Linked DNA regions of Sus scrofa: region 1 is linked to region 2. The links are chromatin contacts, called in public targeted proximity ligation maps. All regions are on one chromosome and are shown on one strand. The core of a region is the stretch at or near the end of the contact, and the rest is flanking DNA. Distances in the headings are between cores, read along the strand shown.

Region 1 (2,738 bases), core at 89-2,588, 340 kb before region 2:
ACCCAATGCACATTACATCTTTAGCTGCATGGTACATATAAATCAAGATGAGAGCTTAAAGAGTTAAAATGACCTTTCCAAGACCTCAGTCATTGTCTTTTTGTAAATTGATTTTCCCCATATTTCAGCTACATGCATCCCTCCTCTGCTGAACTAATGAAAAAGTGCAGTTCTGTCACAAACGCATCCTTGCTATACATATATCAATAATGATGAGGACTGCAAGACACATCCTAAAGGGGAAAAACATTCTTCAAACAACTGGCAATACCTACACACAACTGTGGTTGCAGAAAACTGGCAGATAATGTTTCAAAACACCATCTGTGAGGTGTACAAACTCTGTGACCAAGCACAGCCTCTTCTGCCTGTCCTACCCCCAAATCTGCACAAATCAGCCAGCTGGAGGATCTCTATCTGCCCTGTCTTTTTATCTGAGCTAGGCTACTCAAAGTAGGAAAAGGGCAATCCAGAGAGCTCTTGAAAACAGCAGAAAAAACCCTCTCCCCCTCCATCAAGCTTCTACCAAGCTTCTTTCTCCATAAGCAAAGCCTTCACTGGCAACAATCATAGAAACACTCTAAGCTCCAAAGATAATATTTTCAGAGGAAATTGACATACACTAAATTTTCAGGACCACAACAGCTTCAGTAATTCGGCAGACGTTTTATTTTTAATTAACTGACCCCAATTATTTGCCCAAATGACATCTAAGGGCTGTGATTTAGGACAAGACTGAAATTATTTGTAGTCCCTAAGGCTTCCTTCACTTTCTCTGACATAAACAGCTTTTTAAAGAGACCTTCCCAGGATTCCACCATAATCCATAAACTCTCTTCACAGATGAAATTTCCAGGATGCAAGGTACAGATGACAGGCACAAAATCCAGAACAGAAACAGTATTTCTTACTTGAGCTAAATCCCTCAAGTAAAACTGCTCTGGCAAACAGATACGTGGCTATACTTTCCCCTTAGCCTTTAAAACGCACTTCCCAAATTTTAAAAGCAAGGGTTCCACACCCTATACCCATGTACCCAGATTTTGATGCTCCCTTTATGCCACCTTCCCTGTCTCACCTCTGTCACCCCCCAGCCTCCACCTGCCCATATAAAATGCAGTACGCCATGGGGCAGAAGGTATTTTCCGAGCATAATAAAAAGTAAGCTTTCTTCACCTCAAAATCAGAGAAAGAGAGAGCGGAGCAGGGCTAACTCACCAGGCATCTCTGAATCCAGCGTCCACACGGAAAGTGGCTCTCTCCTAAGAGCAAGCGTGCTCAGGGCTCATGCCTCCTGTTCTGGAATGGGAGCCGGCAGAGAGAGGAAGGCAGAGAGAGGAGGGCCGTCAGAAGGGGCTGGGGCGGCATAGCCCGAGGCAGGGTGCTGGGCGCGTGCGCCTGCCAGGCAGAGACAGATGGAGAGCTGACACTCCGGATTGCACTTGGAGCAGAAATGTGGATGATGACAGGAGCACATGTGGCCTTGAACCCAGCCTTGTCTCTTCAGGCAGAACAATGACAGGGATGTGTGTGCAAAGTATCACAACCCCGGCCTCCCCTTACCCACTCCACCTCTCTCAGCAAGTTCCAGAGCACCAAAGAACGGAAAGTAAAATGCAGAATGATAAGCTAAATGCTGAATAATTCATTCACCACCACCCCCATCCCGTTACAAGTTAACCCTTATTTTGCCAAAAGAATAGACAGTAGACCTAACCCCCTATCCCTGCTCACAACCAAAGCTTTCCCTTCCACCTTCGCATGTTAACAGCCATAATTGGAACTTTATGAAAAAACAAACACAGGCACAAACCTCGAAGCTTGTTTATGGCACTGGAAAATCCAAAACAGTCTAAAAACATGTCCTAAGACTGTGTGTACTATGCCAGTTTATCATACTGAGCAGAGTTCCAAAATCATTGCCTTTGTCAGCTTCTCAGCAGTATGTGTAAAATAGAACACTTTTGAGAGGCAGAAGCAGACCACTTTTATTTTACTAGAGTGCTTTTAACCCCCTGGGATCCCTGCGTTGATACGCTCCAAACATTCTTAGCTTACTCTCCTCTACCTTGCATAGAGATCCATGGGAGATGAAAACAAAATCTTCACTGTAAAGCCTTTTCAAAAGCTGAACAATCATGTCCTCCTGATTTCTGATTTTTTTTTTTTTTTTTTTTTGCACTCTCTTAAATGTTTATCCTTCCCATGAATAACACATACCCAGCCAGGTTCAATGGACTCTTCCCTATTAAGCTTTAATGGACACCATGATATATAAAACTACGAGCCTTTGTTATAGTGCTTTATCTAAAGCCGGCTATTTTCCTCTCAGCAGTCCCTCTTTAGTCCTTTGTAAAACATCCTTGCCTCATAGGAGAAACATATGCCTGCCTGCCTTGCATGCCTTTTCTACACACACAAAAATGCCAGGCAGAAGGAAAATACTGTTCACTTCTAAAACTCTTCCTCCATTTAACACTTGCAAATCTTTCCTAGGTCTCTGTGTGTTTGTTTTAACAACACAGCACATGATGAGACAGATCCCTCAGGCTTCACCTTTCCAATGTACGTTCAATCCACTATAAACATAGAAACAATCCCACTCAGGAGCCTCTGACCAGCCTGCAAGCTCAAAGACTATGACAGCCAGGAGCACCCCCCTTAACTCTTGCTCTGCCTTCACAGTCTTCAACATGTCCTTTGCTTATTCTACACTTTCCATATGCTTTCAGCCCTTA
Region 2 (3,119 bases), core at 202-2,701:
AAACCCCTTAGGTACGGAGTGCCGATTGTACTCGGCCATTTTTCATAAGGAACTTGAGCACCCCAGGATTTTGGTATAGCCGGGCATCCTGAAATCAGTTCCCTGCAATATCAAGGGAAGAGTGTACTGAAAAATTGGCTTATTTTCCATATTTTGGATTTGCCACTTGTTTGGCAGCTTCAGAAAAACCAAGTTTCTTAGGATAATTAGACCAAGTCTTTGAAACTACAATCTCCAGGGGTTGTCAACACCTGGCTTTATCAATATATCTAAGAAATTGTGTAAGGGCTTTCATACACGTTAAGTTGATGTAAAAAAAATAAATATACTGTGATTACATGGATAACCTACCAGTGAACTAAAACACCTCTTTCCTTCACATGAAAGTCTTGGGCAGACATTCTTTCTCTTATTTGTCATGAACTGTTATTTCTCATAAGCTTGAAATAGGTAAAAAGAGGACATCAAAGTAGCTCACAGTTTGAAGGACTTTATGCATAATTTCCTGTTAGATTGATTTTATGGAATGTAAGTATGGATCATAGTTTCACCACAGTTTATCACTTCTGAGAATCAAGATCAAGTAAACAGTAAAGGAATTAAAAAAAAACATAAAAATCTTCAGAGGATTGATTGAGATTCTCCTATACCTGGTGGTAGAGCTATTGAACCCCAAAAGACTCATACACCTCCTAATCACAAATATTCTGCAGGCATTGATTTATTGGATTCTTTCCACCAGCTGTTTAGAGGGTACAGAAAATGCACCAAGCTTTGCTGGTGACCCCCAAGTGCTTTAATTCCTATGCATGCATATTTTCACATTATTACAGAAAGGTTTCATTTGCAATTTACAGGCTGAGTAGCAATGAGTCCGTTTCACAGAGGTCAGTGATTTCACCATTCCTCCTAGTGATGGAATTATAGTTTAAACAGCTGGAGCACTGTCCCAGGAGGGACACCGGGGTATGGCTCCTTAACGGCAGAATAAATCCATCAGACATATTTCATGTGTCTGATAACATTAATAGATACCAGGACTGTTTAAATATTTAATGAACTCACTCAGAGGCTGTTTACCAAGGGGGAAAAAAGAGCTATCAGAAGGGATGATCACATCCTTTTGATCTACAATGACAACAACAAAACCGAAATCTCAGCCAATGACTTCTCTTCCTTGCTGCAAACTCCATCAGGGGAACCCTTTTGCTACATGACATGTTTCATTTCCACAGTGTGCCTGAGAGTGTTTTCAGTTTTGCAGTTCAAAAGTTAATCATTTCCATGCGGCTCACTACTTAATAGAGATGCCAGAAGTCATAGAGTAGTTTTCAGTTGGGATGGAGAAAAAGGAGAGAAAAGACAATCAGAGACGCATAGAACAAGCAAATGGCGTGCTGAACACAGATCCCCAGAGGCCCTTGGTGTGTTAATGAGGGAGCAAGCCTGATGTAAGTGTGGCTCCTGGCTACCTTTGGTAATAGTCCTTGGGACAATCGCTTGGTAAACACTTCTTTCTGGATATGAATAATGGTCATTGTAAAAAAAAAAAAAAATCACAGCCTGATATTTGGCATAAGTTTATTTTAGTCTGAGAGCAATTTTGTTTTGGTTTACGAAATTTCACTAAATGTGGTTTGGCCAGGCGGAATAAAAATGGTTTTATTTTGTGGTTTCAGATGCCTGTTTGGTCATGCAAAAATGAAACAATAGCTAACTTTCAAATGGTGGGAAATTGCTAGCTCTAGGTCCTTACTGTCTGTTGGCACTAACAAACACTTATGTTGGAAAACGGTCTATGGCACACTTTCCAGAGCATTTTTTCCTCAATTGTATTGACTATAACCCTAATCCAGTTCTCTTTATGGGATCAAGGCTATGCCTAAGCCTTGTGTACACCATCTTGGTCTGCTCTAATACCTGAAAAGCTCAGCCTAGATTAGAATAAATTAAGGGTGCCTCCTAGACCTGGTTGAAAATTTCTGGCTGTTTGGCAATTTCAAACTGAGTGTAGACAGGAAAAAAGTCATGGCAATTTTCTTTGGGGACTAAGAGAGTATGTTGGCTTAATTAAAAATGGATACATTTTCGAACATCTCAAATGAATGCCATTAGCATTATTTATACTCTGTTTTCGCTCAATTCTGTTTTCCTATAGGTCTGTAATTTGTAATAAGAGCATAAGAAAGCAGATGGTGAATTTCCTGAGTGCATAGTGTTGCTCTACTTTTTGAAGGGCTGTCATTCTCAGAAATGAAAGACTTACACTAGACCATACCTTTCCAAACAAATCATTTTCAAGTATATAAATAGCATAATTAATCACAATGGAAATATAAAATGTTTAATCAGTAGCAGATGGACCGAAACAAAGAAATCTTATGTATAAGACTACTTGAAATGTTTAAAGTTGCCTACTTTTAATGTTTGTAAAAATGGATTTTAGGGATCATGTTTTCATTTAAACTTTATTGTTACAATTTTATTCCTTTTTTTCCCCAAAAAGATTAAGCAGCCATTTAGCTGCTGTTTTAGGAAAGCAATGGAGTCACTGCCCGGCATAAGAGAAAAGCTATCTAAACTGCACATTTACCAGGGAACAGTTTAAATTATCCAAATTCTCCCTTTCATAGTAACTAATGATAAAATTTCCTCATGATCTTGAGAAGTAACCTGGGAGAGACATTATGTGGGAAAACGTAGCTGGTATACCAAAGGCACAAATCTTTGATCTTGATCATCATTTTAAATCTTTTAAGTAAGTGTGTTTTAGAAAGAGAAAATTCTGACAGTAAAGGAGCAAAACCTCCTTTTGGAAATTGGGTCTGGTTTGGACTAAACTCTGCAGCAATAAAAGCTGAAACTAATTTCCAGATGGAATAAATTGGTTCCAGAGTTTCTGAAATTTTGGCCAGCATGTTGCACAGCTGAAGTTGATCCTTGTTTAGAACTGTTACAAAGGGCAGGGAAGGGGGGCTGCTCTATGGGGATACATCTCCCAAGAGATCATAGGGCTGGCAGTTAGTGTGGTCCTGTTTGCTTCAGCCATCCATTTCTTTGTGCTTCAAAGGGTGGTGCTTCTAATCAAGTCTCTGAGCCTGATGGGTACTCTACTTCTG

What was found.
Region 1: a contact with region 2 is called in a targeted proximity ligation map of skeletal muscle, with 4 times the contacts expected there. A contact is called at or near these places in 1 of 47 Hi-C or Micro-C datasets (embryonic fibroblasts) and 1 of 2 datasets of targeted methods (skeletal muscle).

The regions. Positions count from the first base shown.
Region 1 is chr4:44,637,886-44,640,623 of Sscrofa11.1, reverse strand. All of the region lies in intron 5 of RUNX1T1 (protein CBFA2T1), which reads right to left. The region is part of intron 1 of LOC110260259 (a long non-coding RNA gene); the gene reads right to left. Among named protein-coding and RNA genes, the nearest start is that of RUNX1T1, 39 kb to the right of the region's middle.
Region 2 is chr4:44,296,378-44,299,496 of Sscrofa11.1, reverse strand. No RefSeq gene overlaps it. Among named protein-coding and RNA genes, the nearest start is that of RUNX1T1, 300 kb to the left of the region's middle.